2 separate regions of the Sus scrofa genome follow, and region 2 is linked to region 1. Evidence: chromatin contacts called from public HiChIP or PLAC-seq data. All regions are on one chromosome and are shown on one strand. Each heading gives the region's core, a stretch centred on a gene start, on an enhancer-like site or on the middle of the called end of the contact. The rest is flanking DNA. Distances are from core to core; before and after follow the strand shown.

Region 1 (3,693 bases), core at 319-2,818:
GATCCCTGGCCTCTCTCTGTGGGTTAAGGATCCTGTGTTGCTGTGAGCTGTGGTGTAGGTCGCAGATGCAGCTCGGATCCCACATTGCTGTGGCTGTGGTGTAGGATGGCAGCTGTAGCTCTGATTAGACCCCTAGCCTGGGAACCTCCATATGCCACAAGTGTGGCCCTGAAAGACAAAAACAAAAACAAACAAAAAAAAAACAACAAAAAAGAACATGTGCTAGCACATAATTATTGCACACTTACAATGTGCTCAGCCCTCTGTTAAGTTCATGAGGATCTCAAGTAATTCTCCACTCCCTATGAGGTGGGTCTTATTTGATCCACTAAGGCTAAAAAAGTTAAGAACCTGCTTCCCCATGAAGGCATTGTTTGCCATGCTGAGTTTGGACTTGGTGCTATGGGTGTTGCCAAGATATGGGAGAACATGGGGGCAGTGAATGGATGTTCTCTGTGGTGAGACGTGGAGAGGAGAAGGAGGCTTCTCATTCCTGCACAGAGGCTTTGCCCCATTTTCCTCCCAAGAAGTCAGGACCAGGCTTGTTGGTAGAAGAGCAGGTCCTCAGAGTGCAGGGAAGGCCCTGCAGGGTCTGCGTCCATGGAGGGTTTGACTGTACGACCAGGGCATTTCTCCACTTCAGTATGTTCAGAGACATCTTTGGGTGCGTTAGGGAACCCTGAATACTCACAATTCTCCTGCCAGTGTTCGCTGAGCAGCATCAGGGCTGGAAAGAATAGGGATGGAGGAGATAGATTTCCTAGTAGAAAGAACAGGGAACTGTGGATATGGATTTCTGTCTGCTTCTCTTGGTGGGCAGTGTGTGGATGACCAGATGGACAGATGGATGGCTTGATGGGCCTTGCCAGTATGTGTCAGTGACTCCTGACAAGGCTACAGACATGTCTCAAACTGAAAAATGTTTCCCATCACTTGTTAGTAGGTATGTATTGGCTCCTCCATCTGAGGCTTTGGAAAATACCCTGGACCACTTGCCAGGGAAAATATTTGAGCAGAAGAGAGAAATGGGCAAGATAAAATGACTCCCCACCTCTAACCACACATCTAGGCAGGGGGCAGTTTAGCTTGCTACCATGCCTATTTCTTAATGATCAGGAAGAGCTAAGGGATTTAAATTTACACCACTGTAACTTTCTGCTTTTTCAGTCCAGTTTCTGTACTGTCCCAGGAGTCTAGGTTCTGGATCTGAAGACAAACTGTTACCTGATGCTCCTCAGTGTATCATGGGTAAATCATGGTGACACAACTCCCTGACACTGCCCCAGCAGGTCTTCCTGGGTGCAAACCTGATCCAGATTCAAGAGAGCAAAATGGAGCCCTATGTTCTGCTGTTTAGCCCATCAAAGAGATCTTGGCCTTATTCTCAGTGCAGTATCTGTTGACTGAAGGACTCTTGTTGATTGATTCATTCAAATACTGATAGTCTTAAGTATGGAGCTAATACAGTGAACTAGACTTTTGCTGGAACCTGCATACCAGTGGTTCATTTGGTTACTGTGTGATGTATCCATCCTGAGTGAGTGATGCTAGCAGTTGCCAGGACTAGGTTGCCAGGACTAGGCTGCACCTGTTCCTTCTTTATCAATCACTGTTGAAACACTATGAGCCAGAGCTTTGGTATGGAAGACAACTCCCTCGGGGAGCCTTCCTTTCCTGTAGAGCTTAGGAACAAATCTCACAGTAATTCTTCTTATTTATCTGGAGTGGGATTTTCTTTCTGGCTTGTTTATGTTTTATGCTTTAGGTCAGGCCCTTGCAATGTACACACTGTAGGATGTACACACGTCCCTTTCTGTGTAGGATGAGCTGGCTGAAGACGGTTCTCCCCATTTCCCAGGCAGGAAGGCTGATAACACAAGATGACAGTGAATATTCTCAGGAATGGATAATAGAATTGTACTTGCATCTTTTTTTTTTTTCATACAGACCCTCTATTCTCCCCCAAATAAGCATCCTTTCTGCTTTGATCTTTTAATTCAGTTTGAATATGTATCACAACATTTGGTATTTGCTAACTGCATTCCATTGATCCTGAAATTCTTCAATCAAAATATCTTGTCCTACATCACTGCCAAAAACAGGTAAGGACTCTGGACAGGTTTATTTCAAAAGGCTATTTGGGATGGTTGAGAAATTACATTGCGTCTGAGCCACCTTTCAGTTCTCCTGGTGTCCCGGGAGAACTTAAAGCTGTCACTGTCAAATTTAACTTCCTTGAAGTATTAGCTGGTGGGGTGTATGGTTTGGCCTCTTCACAAAGACATTTGTATTTTAATAGTTCTGAAATCCTAAAATGCCACAACTCAAAGAAATGAAACTGCAGCAATGAATTTCAGCCCTGTGGCAGAAGGATCCAGAAAACTGTTTTTTATGAAGGAGGCTACCTGTCCGGCCAACCGTGATTTCTAGTATAAATCATAAGTTGGGTCAATTATACTTCTTTTTAAAGTGTTATACAGAATTTGTAACCAAAGGTAGATAATAGACTATAGATAGATCAATTTCTAGTTTAAAAAAATACAGTATTTTCACATCCATTATTTCATTTAATCTCCTCAGTGCTAAGAGGTATCAAAAGTTTTATTCCCATTTCACTAATTAGGAAAATTCAGGGAGGTTAATTGACTGACTTTAGGATAACATGCTGGTGAGATCCCTAAAGTAAGCAGCAGAGTTCTGGGTCAAAACACAAATTGTTTTTTTGTTTTTGTTTTTTGTGTTTTTTTTGGCTATTTCAGGGCCACACCTGTGGCAAATGGAGGTTCCCAGCCTACAGAGGTCAAACTGGAGCTGTACCCACCAGCCTGCACCACAGCCACAGCAACTTGGGATCTGAGCTCTGTCTGTGATCTACACCACAGCACGGCAACACCAGATCCTTAACCCACAGAGCAAGGCCACGACTCGAACCTGCATCCCCATGGATGCTAGTCAGGTTCGGTAACTGCTGAGCCACGAAGGGCACTCCAAAAATTGCTTTCTGATCACAATTGCTGTGGATTGCTCCAGCCAAGTGGGGACTTGGGAGGTTAAGAGTAGATGCTTCGTCCTCGGTTTGCTACTTCCTTAAGAACTAGAAGCATGTTAATCAGTAGAGTTGACCAGAAGTGCTTTATCGGAGGCAAAGTTCCTAAAATAGAAGAAGGCTGACCTGATACTGGAGGTGACTGCAGAGGGGCTAGGAGATGTTGCCACACCAGTCTGTCAGCACTGCCTGAAACCCCATCCTGGAGAGGCAGCCTACTTGTATGTAGTTTAAAACACACAGAATCTGAAGTCACAAGTCCTAGATCTGCTACTTGCTAGATGTGTAATCTCGAGTGTAAGACACTTTGCTTCTCTGAGCCACAGTATTTTTGTCTTTAAAATGAGAATTTAAAAAATTTTTTAAATAAAATAATATTCTGGCTATATCATAGACTTTTATAAGCATTAGTTAAGATAAACATATTTGAGAGTGCTTTACTTTTTCTGTTTAGGGGAAGCATTGGAGAATGGGTATTTTTCTAACTACAGAGGCTTGTACACTCACTTAAAAATGGCACTTGATAAGTGCTCATGGGGTTACCCAGGAAAATGAAAGTGGAGGTCCGGCTGGGTAAGGGCTGCAGCTTCATGAAGGCACCTGTGTGTATCAGTCAACCCTCTTAAGTAGCCAAAACCAACTGGATG
Region 2 (3,693 bases), core at 473-2,972, 150 kb before region 1:
TTCTGAGTCTCAGGTTCCTCTATATTAGGTTAAGATGCTGGTAACTATCTGACAGGGCTAGAGTAACCATTAAATGGGAAAATATATGGAAAGCATATAATACAGCACCTTTCACATAGTTGATACTCAGTAAGCACTAGGCTGCAAATAGCATTCTGACTGTTTTTCTCCTGAAAAAATTAAAATTTAAAGCCCTTACATCTCACCTGGACTATTGTGGCTGACACGGGACTAATTTTCTTGACCTCTTCCCCCGCCTTCCATTTTCTTCTCTATACTTGAGTTGAGTGATTATTCTAAAACACTGGTCATTTAGCTTCCTTTTTTTTTTTTTGCCATTTCTTGGGCCACTTCCCGTGGCATATGGAGGTTCCCAGGCTAGGAGTCTAATTGGAGCTATAGCCACCAGCCTACGCCAGAGCCACAGCAACTCGGGATCCGAGCCGAGTCTGTGACCTATACCACAGCTCACGGCAACGCCGGATCCTTAACCCCTGAGCAAGGCCAGGGATCAAACCTGCAACCTCATGGTTCCTAGTCAGATTCGTTAACCACTGCGCCACCACGGGAATTCCGTAGCTTCCTTTGTTATATTTCTTTAACCTCTGCTCATTGCTCACATGGTTAAGTCTAAACTCCTTGCCTTGAGCTTCAAGGCACTTCAGGGTCTACTACTTTGGTTTCTTTTCTTTTTTTTCTTTTTCTTTTTTTTTTGCTTTTTAGGGCCACACTCAGGGCACATAGAGGTTCCCAGGCTAGGGATCGAATCGGAGCTGTAGCTGATGGCCACAGCTATAGCAATGAAGGATCCTTAACCCACTAAGCAAGGCCATGGATGCTAGTCAGATTTGTTAACCACTGAGCCATGGTGGGAACTCTATGGTTCTCTTCTCATTCCCTCCTCCCATTTTCCCCTTGCCTGCCCTTTACACTGTAGTAAACCACGCTACTTGTTTTCCAAACATCCCACACTTTTCAACATTCTTTGCCTTTGTTTTGGAATTTCTCTCAGACTGGAATGTCCTCTCCTTGTTCTGGGTCTAATGGGTTCCTATTCATTCTTAAAGTTACCACCTTTCCTGACCTTTGTAGTTTATGTAATCTTCCACTATTGTGTTATTACACTGTCATGTATACTGTAAATATGACATATATTTACATGTCTTTCTTTCAAACAAGATTATGAACTGTTTGAAGGCAAAATGATATATTCATCATTATTCACAACACTTGCATCTAGTGGGTGCTTAGTAATAATTTGTTGAATTAAATGAACTATGGAACATATAAACCTATTTTGTTTTAACTTAAAATAGTTACTAGAAGATATAGGTTTGAGTGAAGATTTAACGAAAAATCTGAAGTAGGGCTCCAACAGAGGGGGAATAACTTAGTTATGAAAATTATCAGTAAGCAATTTCTGGTACTAATCCAGCTGGTATATGAACAATATTCATTTGTCTGGGAAATTAGCATTAGGGCACAAGTCTACTCTTGTTTCAGAGGCTGAAGAGGAGATACAAGAGATCTGACAGGGGATTGAAAAAAAAAAAGAAAGAATGAAAGAAACCCCATAGGGCAAGAGAGACTTGACAGTAATGGCAGTAACTTGGTTTGGGCTTGAAATGTGATCTGGCAGTCAAAGGAAAGCTAGTGCTATTCTAAGCAGCGAACAAAGAAGAATTGTGCCACAGCAGAGGGAGTTGGCAAGAGCCCACTGGGAGTATTACATTTAGCACAGTGTCAGCATGATAGAAACAGAAGGTGGTGAGTTCTGAGAACAACTGTAGTGCTGAAAGGGATAAATAGATGAATTTATGAAGATCATTTAAAGATGTTAAGCGTGCAAGGTTGACTGAAATCTGCCAACTATGAGATCCAGGAGAGAGAGACACTCCCAAATATCTGAAGGTTTATTAACATTGGAGCAAGAGAGGAATTATTTAGCCTGGACTAGGAGACTTGGTAAGAAGGTGAAACTGAGGGCAGGCAAATTTATAGTTCTCTAAAAGGAATGTCCTGATGTAGTTTTTGGGTAATGGTGTTACCTTCATCCCTCAGAACTTTTTATAGTATGAAGCTGTAAGGCCAAAAGGTAAGACTTGAGAAGCTCTTTCCCTTGAAAAACTGCTGTGGAATATTTTGGTCTTATGAATAAAGAGAATTGTTGTCCTAGAGGGCAGGTTATGGAGAATTGGTTTAGCTTGTGTTAGCCACACCCAGCAGGTTGCACACTATGCACAACAAGGCAGCTTGATTCTTGAGGTTCTAAAATAAAACCACTGATCATTATAGGCTTCATGCTTCTTAATCTGTTTCAGTCATTTAGAAACTTTGGCAGATTTCCTAAGACCATCCCTTTGGAAGAGAACGATGGAGCAGTAAGCCAAATGTAAACTTAAAAAAACAAAAACAAACAAACAAAAAAACAACACAGAGGGAATCCTATTGAAATGAATGTTGTCTGTTACAAGATGGCATAACATCCATCCTCGGGTTGAGATTTGAGATTGTCCTTGGGGATGGGGATGAAGAAGCCTTGGGCTGGTACTCACTTGTTGTTCGGGACATTTTAAATGCCAGAGAATGGTGCCGTTGCCTTCAGTGCTGCCCAGATCTCTACGTTATTTCTCAGTTCAGATAGGACAAGGAAAAACATGGTGATTCACTTAGAGAGATTTTGTTTCCTGAGGCAAACGTATTTGAGCGTTCAAGTGAAATAACTAAAAGAGCTCACAGTGTACTAAGATTTTAAAAACTTGTGTCTCTTTCCTCATGTCTGGCGCCATGACTTCTAACTGCTTATCAATAAAAGCCAACCACATAGGAGGAGTTCCCGTCGTGGCTCAGCAGTTAACAAACCTGACTGGTATCCATGAGGACTCGGGTTCAATCCCTGGTCTTGCTCAGTGAGTTAAGAATCCAGCATTGTCATGAGCTGTGGTGTAGAGCAGCTCGGATCCTGCTTTGCTGTGGCTCTGGTATAGGCCGGCAGCTGCACCTCCAATTCCACTCGTCGGTGGGGAACCTCCATGTGCCACGGATGCGGCCCTAAAAAGACAAAAAACAAACAAACAAACAAAAACACAGAGAAGCCAACCATATTGCAGCTTGAAACAATGTTGGCTGTGAAGAATGTGGAGTCAGGACCAATTTAAACAGCTGATTCTTTCCTCAGTTAAATTATGTTCCGTGTGTCAGTGTGGATCTTCCAAGAGGCAGATGTCAAGTCAGGCTTGACACAAGAGGCATAAGATTTATTGGAGGAAGGAAGGAAGCACCTGTAAACTATAGAGGAAAGGGAGCCAGGAATAGGCAGGAGAGCTTTCAGAATGTGATAGAGGACTAACAGCTGGGAAGGAAGCCTGGGAAGGAAGACAGGTCAAGTGGGGAGAACTTCAGACCACAGTACAAGATCTCAGCCAGGTGGATGTGGAGGCCCTAAGCACAAGTTGCCATGGCGTCCCCTGGTGGTACAGTAGGTTTAGGACCCAGCACTGTCACTGCTGTGGCATGGGTCACTGCTGTGGCGTGGATTCAGTCCATAGCCCTGGAACTTCTGAATGCTGTGGGTGTGGCCAAAAAAAAAATGTCACCTGTTTGGGTAATTCTGTACGGGGCAGAATTACACTCCAGCTATTATACTCTCAGAAAACCACCCAAGAAAAATGGAAGTATATGTATGTATAAAGA

What was found. HiChIP or PLAC-seq counts read pairs in DNA pulled down with a chosen protein or histone mark.
Region 2: a contact with region 1 is called in an H3K27ac HiChIP or PLAC-seq map of skeletal muscle. The contact joins two enhancer-like sites. A contact is called at or near these places in 5 of 47 Hi-C or Micro-C datasets (embryonic fibroblasts, fetal heart ventricle, fetal skeletal muscle and 2 more) and 1 of 2 datasets of contacts at active chromatin or transcription factors (skeletal muscle).

Annotation. Positions count from the first base shown.
Region 1 is chr18:19,222,841-19,226,533 of Sscrofa11.1, reverse strand. STRIP2 (striatin-interacting protein 2) reads left to right here. Exons shown (of 21, transcript XM_003134694.6): 17 at 2,002-2,102. Among named protein-coding and RNA genes, the nearest start is that of SMKR1, 25 kb to the right of the region's middle. Within about 2 kb of position 1,568, at least 2 of the 83 cell types and tissues checked have an H3K27ac peak or open chromatin away from gene starts, as enhancers often do. A contact at or near this core is called in fetal skeletal muscle and skeletal muscle, where this site is marked.
Region 2 is chr18:19,373,595-19,377,287 of Sscrofa11.1, reverse strand. All of the region lies in intron 1 of AHCYL2 (adenosylhomocysteinase 3), which reads left to right. Among named protein-coding and RNA genes, the nearest start is that of AHCYL2, 66 kb to the left of the region's middle. Within about 2 kb of position 1,722, at least 11 of the 83 cell types and tissues checked have an H3K27ac peak or open chromatin away from gene starts, as enhancers often do. A contact at or near this core is called in fetal skeletal muscle and skeletal muscle, where this site is marked.